Linked DNA regions of Cricetulus griseus: region 1 is linked to region 2. The links are chromatin contacts, called in public Hi-C maps. All regions are on one chromosome and are shown on one strand. Each heading gives the region's core, a stretch centred on a gene start, on an enhancer-like site or on the middle of the called end of the contact. The rest is flanking DNA. Distances are from core to core; before and after follow the strand shown. Region 1 has its middle 27 kb from the start of Sord. Region 2 has its middle 29 kb from the start of Slc28a2.

The links. Hi-C and Micro-C count contacts between places; a contact is called where the count stands out from the background.
Region 1: a Hi-C map of fibroblasts shows a contact between it and region 2, with 5 times the contacts expected there. The contact joins two enhancer-like sites. A contact is called at or near these places in 2 of 8 Hi-C or Micro-C datasets (the CHO-K1 cell line and fibroblasts).

The regions. Positions count from the first base shown.
Region 1 is chr6:56,218,983-56,221,682 of CriGri-PICRH-1.0, forward strand. No RefSeq gene overlaps it. Among named protein-coding and RNA genes, the nearest start is that of Sord, 27 kb to the left of the region's middle. Within about 2 kb of position 1,424, at least 3 of the 6 cell types and tissues checked have open chromatin away from gene starts, as enhancers often do. A contact at or near this core is called in fibroblasts, where this site is marked.
Region 2 is chr6:55,975,242-55,978,056 of CriGri-PICRH-1.0, forward strand. No RefSeq gene overlaps it. Among named protein-coding and RNA genes, the nearest start is that of Slc28a2, 29 kb to the right of the region's middle. Within about 2 kb of position 1,495, at least 1 of the 6 cell types and tissues checked has open chromatin away from gene starts, as enhancers often do. A contact at or near this core is called in fibroblasts, where this site is marked.

The sequences.
Region 1 (2,700 bases), core at 174-2,673, 240 kb after region 2:
TGTGCAACACTGGGAATTGAGCCAGGGCTTCCTACATGCTAGGTAAACATTTTACCAACTGAACCACATCCCCTCCACCACCACCCTTTTCCTTTTTGTCTTTTTTTCCACATAATTTTTGAAAAGGATTCTTAAGTAATTGATTTTCAGCTTTTATTCATATCTACACTATATATTTAGGATCATAATATTTCCTAGCCTGGCTTTAGCTACAATCTATAATTTCTGTGTTTATTGCCATTTAGTTATGTACATAAGTTCCTTTTTTTTTTTTTTTGGTTTTTCGAGACAGGGTTTCTCTGTATTGCTTTAGAGCCTATCCTGGAACTTGCTCTGTAGACCAGGCTGGCCTCGAACTCACAGAGATCCACCTGCCTCTGCCTCCTGAGTGCTGGGATTAAAGGTGTGCGCCACCAATGCCTGGCAGGTTCTTTAAAATATATTTCCTTTTATTTAGTTTTATGAGTATGGGTGTTTTGTCTGCTATTATGGAATAATCTTTTTGTACACTGTGAAGATGTGTCTTGGCCAATGTGCCCTCTTATTGGTTCAATAAAAAGCTAAATGGCCGTTAGTTAGGCAGGAGGTATAGGCAGGACAGCCAGACACAGAGGACGCTGGGAAGAAGAAAGGCAGAGTTGCAAGGGCTCAGAGGAAACAACAAGAGCAGTACAAAATAAAGGTAATAAAGCCTTGAGGCAGAAAGTAAATTAATAGAAATGGGTTAATTTAAGTTATAAGAACTAGTTAGAAACAAGCCTAAGCTATGGACCAAGCTTTCATAATTAATGTCTCAATATGGCTATTTAGGAGCTGGCTGGTAGAACTGAAAATGTTCAAGTACAGTCTGCATATATGGTCTGTGCACCACATGTGTGCCTGGAGCCCAAGGACACCAGAAGAGGGTGTGTCAGATTCCCCTGGAGCAGAAATCACAGACAACTATAAGCTGTCTTGTGGGTACTGGTAGGCAAGCACAGGTTCTCTGGAAGAATAGCCAGCACTCTTGACCACTGAGCCATCTCTCCAGTCCCTAGAAGTACATTTCTTTTTTGATTTGTTTTCCAGACAGGATTTCTCTGTGTAACAGTCCTGGCTGTCCTGGAACTTGGTTTGTAGACCAAGCTGGCCTTGAATTCACTGAGATATATCGCCTCTGTCTCCCAAGTCCTGGGATTAAAGGTGTGCACCACCACTGGCCAGCGTACATTTCTTACTATTAAAATATGCAGGTGTCTGAGTTGGGGTTACTACTGCTGTGATGAAAGACCATGACTAAAAGCAGCTTGGGGAGGAAAAGATTTATTTGCTTACATATTCAGCATCACAATCTATTGAGGGAAGCCAAGGCAGGACTCAGATCAGGCGGGAACCTGGAGGCAAAAGCTGACGCAGAGGCCATAGGAATGCTGCTTGCTGACTTGTTTCCCATGGCTTACTCAACCCGCTTTCTCATAGAAGCCCAGGGATGTCACCATCCACAGTGGGCTGGATCCTCCCACATCAATCACTAATTAAGAAAATGCCCTATGGGCTTGCCTACAGCCCCATCTTGTGGAGGCATTTTCGTATTTTCTCAATTGCTCCAATTGCTGCTCCCTCTGGGATGACAAAACTTGTCAGGTTGACATAAAACCTTAGTCAGCACAGCAGGCTTTCTAGTTACCTTTTTTTTTTTTTTGGTTTCTGGCTTAATTGCCCTGAAGTCGGAACATAATTTGAACAATTTAGATTCTTTGAAATGTGCCGGTTTCTGATGCAACGAGCCAATTATATTTCCCCTCATTTCTCCAGTCATATGCCCCTCTGCAATGTGTTCCAGAACTTTACAGAACAAGAGGGAACGGGCCCTGTCACTGACCAAGAAAAAAAAACAGCTAGCCTGGTAGTTTTCTCATCCTACTGGGAAGATGGCCACCATGTAAGGAACATGACTACCCTCAAACTACAATGCTTGAGAGATTCAACACAGGTGGAAAGACTCTGGAGGTCACATATCTTTAGAGGAGAAAAGGGCCAAAGAGTGCCACAGTGCCAAGAGAGGGACTAAAGGAGCCATCTTGTATCAAGTTCAAGCATACCTTTAGATGACTCCAATCTTGGCTATTTCTGACCAAAGTTACATAAGAGACACTGAGAATCATCGGAATCTAGGCAACCCAAAGAAGCTTTAAAAACAGTAATAGATTGCTATTTTAAGTGCCACATCTTTCTTTTCTTTTCTCTTTTTAGGTTTTTTAAGACAGGGCTTTTTGGTAGCTTTGGAGGCTGTCCTGGAACTCACTAAGTAGATCAGGCTGGCCTTGAACTCACAGAGATCAGCTAGCTTACCTCTGCCTCCCAAGTGCTGGAATTAAAGGCATGCACCACCACTACCCAACTAAGATTGTTTGTTTGTTGTTGTTGATTGTTGGTTTGAAAAATCTCATATATCCAGGGCTTGATGACCTTGAAAGGTCTCAGGTAGCCTAGGATGACCCCAAACTTGTTATGTAATCCAGATTGGCCTAGAATACCTGACCTTGCTTGGTTTTCTTGCCTTTACCTCTAGAATGCTGGGATAATAGGTATGTGCTGCCATACCCAGTTTATGAGGTCTGGGGGTTCCTGCATGCTAGGCTAGCCCTCCCCAACTGAGCTTAATCTCCAGACCAGGAGTAATTTGAGATTCATTGATTATCATGCTGAATGTGACTGATT
Region 2 (2,815 bases), core at 245-2,744:
TCAAGCATATCTGCCCCGATATTTCTCACCTGTGGCAGTAGCTGCTTCCTGAAACAGAAACTTCTAACCTTTTTTTTTTGGGGGGGGGCATGTTTCAAGACAGGGTTTCTCTGTGGCTTTGGAGGCTGTCCTGGAACTCGCTCTTGTAGACCAGGCTGGTCTCGAACTCACAGAGATCCACCTGCCTCTCTCTGCCTCCCGAGTGCTGGGTTTAAAGGTGTGCACCACCAACGCTAGGCAGAAACTTCTAACCTTAACCACCTCCAGTTCACCAACCTGTAGCTAAGATGACCTTTCCAAAGGGAAAATCTGATAACATTGCAACTTTTCAAAATTGCAGAGAAGCTGGCCAGTAGTGGCACATGCCTTTAATCCCAGCACTTGGGAAGCAGAGGCAGGTGGATCTCTAAGTTTGAGGCCAGCCTAATCTACAGAGTGAGTTCTAGGCCAGCCAGGGCTACACAGAGAAACCCTGTCTCTACAAACGTGTGTGTGTGTGTGTGTGTGTGTGTGTGTGTGTGTGTGTGTGTGTGTGTGTGTGTAAAACCTAAACACCAACCTTTCATGATATGCCCTAAAATTATCCAGAAGGACAGGGGTATAAATCATCACAATACACAGACACAGACACACACACACAGACACACACACACACACACACACACACACACACACACACACACACACACTTGCTTGGTGCCATTGAACACCTCATTCTCTCATGCTGCCATGCTTTCACACTTCTGCCCCATGGGGAGCAAAGGAAGAATCTCTGAGTATGTGCAGGCCTGACTGGCTGTGTTGTTGACATGAGCTAGCATGTCAAGGACCCTAGCCTCAGACCCATGGGAAAACAACAAAGCACCCCACTCACCTTGCCAAGGTTGGGGGTGAGGCTCAGAGGGCTGGTAGAGCCTTACTGCCGTCCATGTGCAGATTTGATAGTGTGTGCAGAGAGAACCCACCACAGCTTCCCCACCAGACTTGGGCTGTTCTTTAAGGATAGGGAAACCTCAGCGATGCTTCGGTGTCAACACTGTGACAGACACATAGTATTGATCTATCCCACCAGTGAGGATATGGGCCATAACCATATGGTAGTATCAACCATAATGTCGTCACTATCTTTGTAATTGATTGGTGGCCAGAGGGAATGTGCTCTAAAGACATGATCAACCCTCCAGGTAGAAGGAAACCCTTCACTGACCGTCTTACTGGAGTAAATCACTGCTATGAAAAGCAGCAATCTCTGGCTCTCTGTTTCCACCGTTCCTGCTACATTTATTGGTTGGTTTTAGCTGTAAAGAGTCCTACCTCTTCCCCATTTATTTCTTCAGCTGCAAAACATTTTTTTTTTTTAATGTGTGCGTATGAGGGGGGTGCCTTATGTACTTCCAAGCACCACATGAATGCCTGGTGTCTGAGGAGGCCAGTAGAGGCGGTGCAGCCCCAGGGACTGATTCCAAGGCCTGCTTTGCCTCCTCAGGCACCCTCAGGGCAAGAGCAGAGAGCAACAGGAAGCCTAGAACAGATTCTGTGCCTCTGAGAGCCAGGAGGGTGTTGAGTCACAGCACCCGAGGGGGAGGTAAGGGTCACGTGGATTTGCCAGAAGAGAAACAAGACACTCAAATTTAAATTTGAATTTCACATAAAATGGTGAATAATTTATCAGTTGAAATGTGTTCCAAACACTGCATGCAAACTACTTACACTACATTTTTTGGCTTAACTAAAATTCAAAGTTAACTGAGCATCCGGCATTCTTAATTTGCTGAATCTGGCATCTATAGGGCCAGATTGCAGAGAGATTTGATGTATGCTGAGGGATTTTTCTCCATGGTTCATAGGGGACCGTGGAGGCTTTGGTCATAAAGGTAAAGGAGTGACATTAGTATAATGTGAGATTTGAGAGTAGCTAGAAGATAGTGACAGTTGTCCAGGCAGGAGATTCTGAAATATAAGGCTAAAGTATTGGCAGAAGGAGAGAAAAGGGATGGGTCCTAGCAACTGCTGATAAATACGACTGTATAAAACAAAACCAAGGGGGCTGGAGAGAGGGCTCAGAGGTTAAGAGTGCCAACTGTTCTTCCAGAGGTCCTGAGTTCAATTCCCAGCAACCACATGGTGGCTCACAACCATCCGTTATGAAATCTGGTGCCCTCTACTGGTGTGCAGATATACATGGAAGCAGAATGCTGTATACATAATAAATAAAATCTTAAAACAAAACCAAGAAAATCTATTGACAGGGTTTCAGACTGGATGGCTAAAAGAAAGACAGCTATCAATGCAAAGAGATGGTTGCCTTGGGGGAAAAAATTAACCTTGAGATTATTCTTCTATCTCTTAAATGAATTTTACAAAAGTTAGTCTATCAATTACTTTTTCTTTGGCATCTTCTATGAGGTGCTATACAGATTTAAAAGTATATATTTATTTATCATGAGCTAGAATCTTGCTAGTAGCCCAGGCTGGCCTTGAACTCTGATCGTTGCTTCTTCCCTCTCTCAAGTACCAGGATTACAGGCAGGGACCCCCTCACTTGGCTTTGGGTATTTAACACCCTCACGGCCACCCCACCTGATGAAGGAGGCTGTTGCCTCCTAAGTTAGAGGTAAAGTTGAGGATTTAAGGTCTCTAGAGCCAGGTGTGGTGGCACACACCTCTAATCCCAGCACTTTGGAGGCAGAGGCAGGCATATCTCTCTATGAGTTCCAGGCTCATCAGGGCTCCAAAGAGAGACCCTGTCTCAAGAATAAGCAAACAAGCAAAATCTCAGGGCCAATTTGGCTACTCAAGTCCAATTCTACACCAC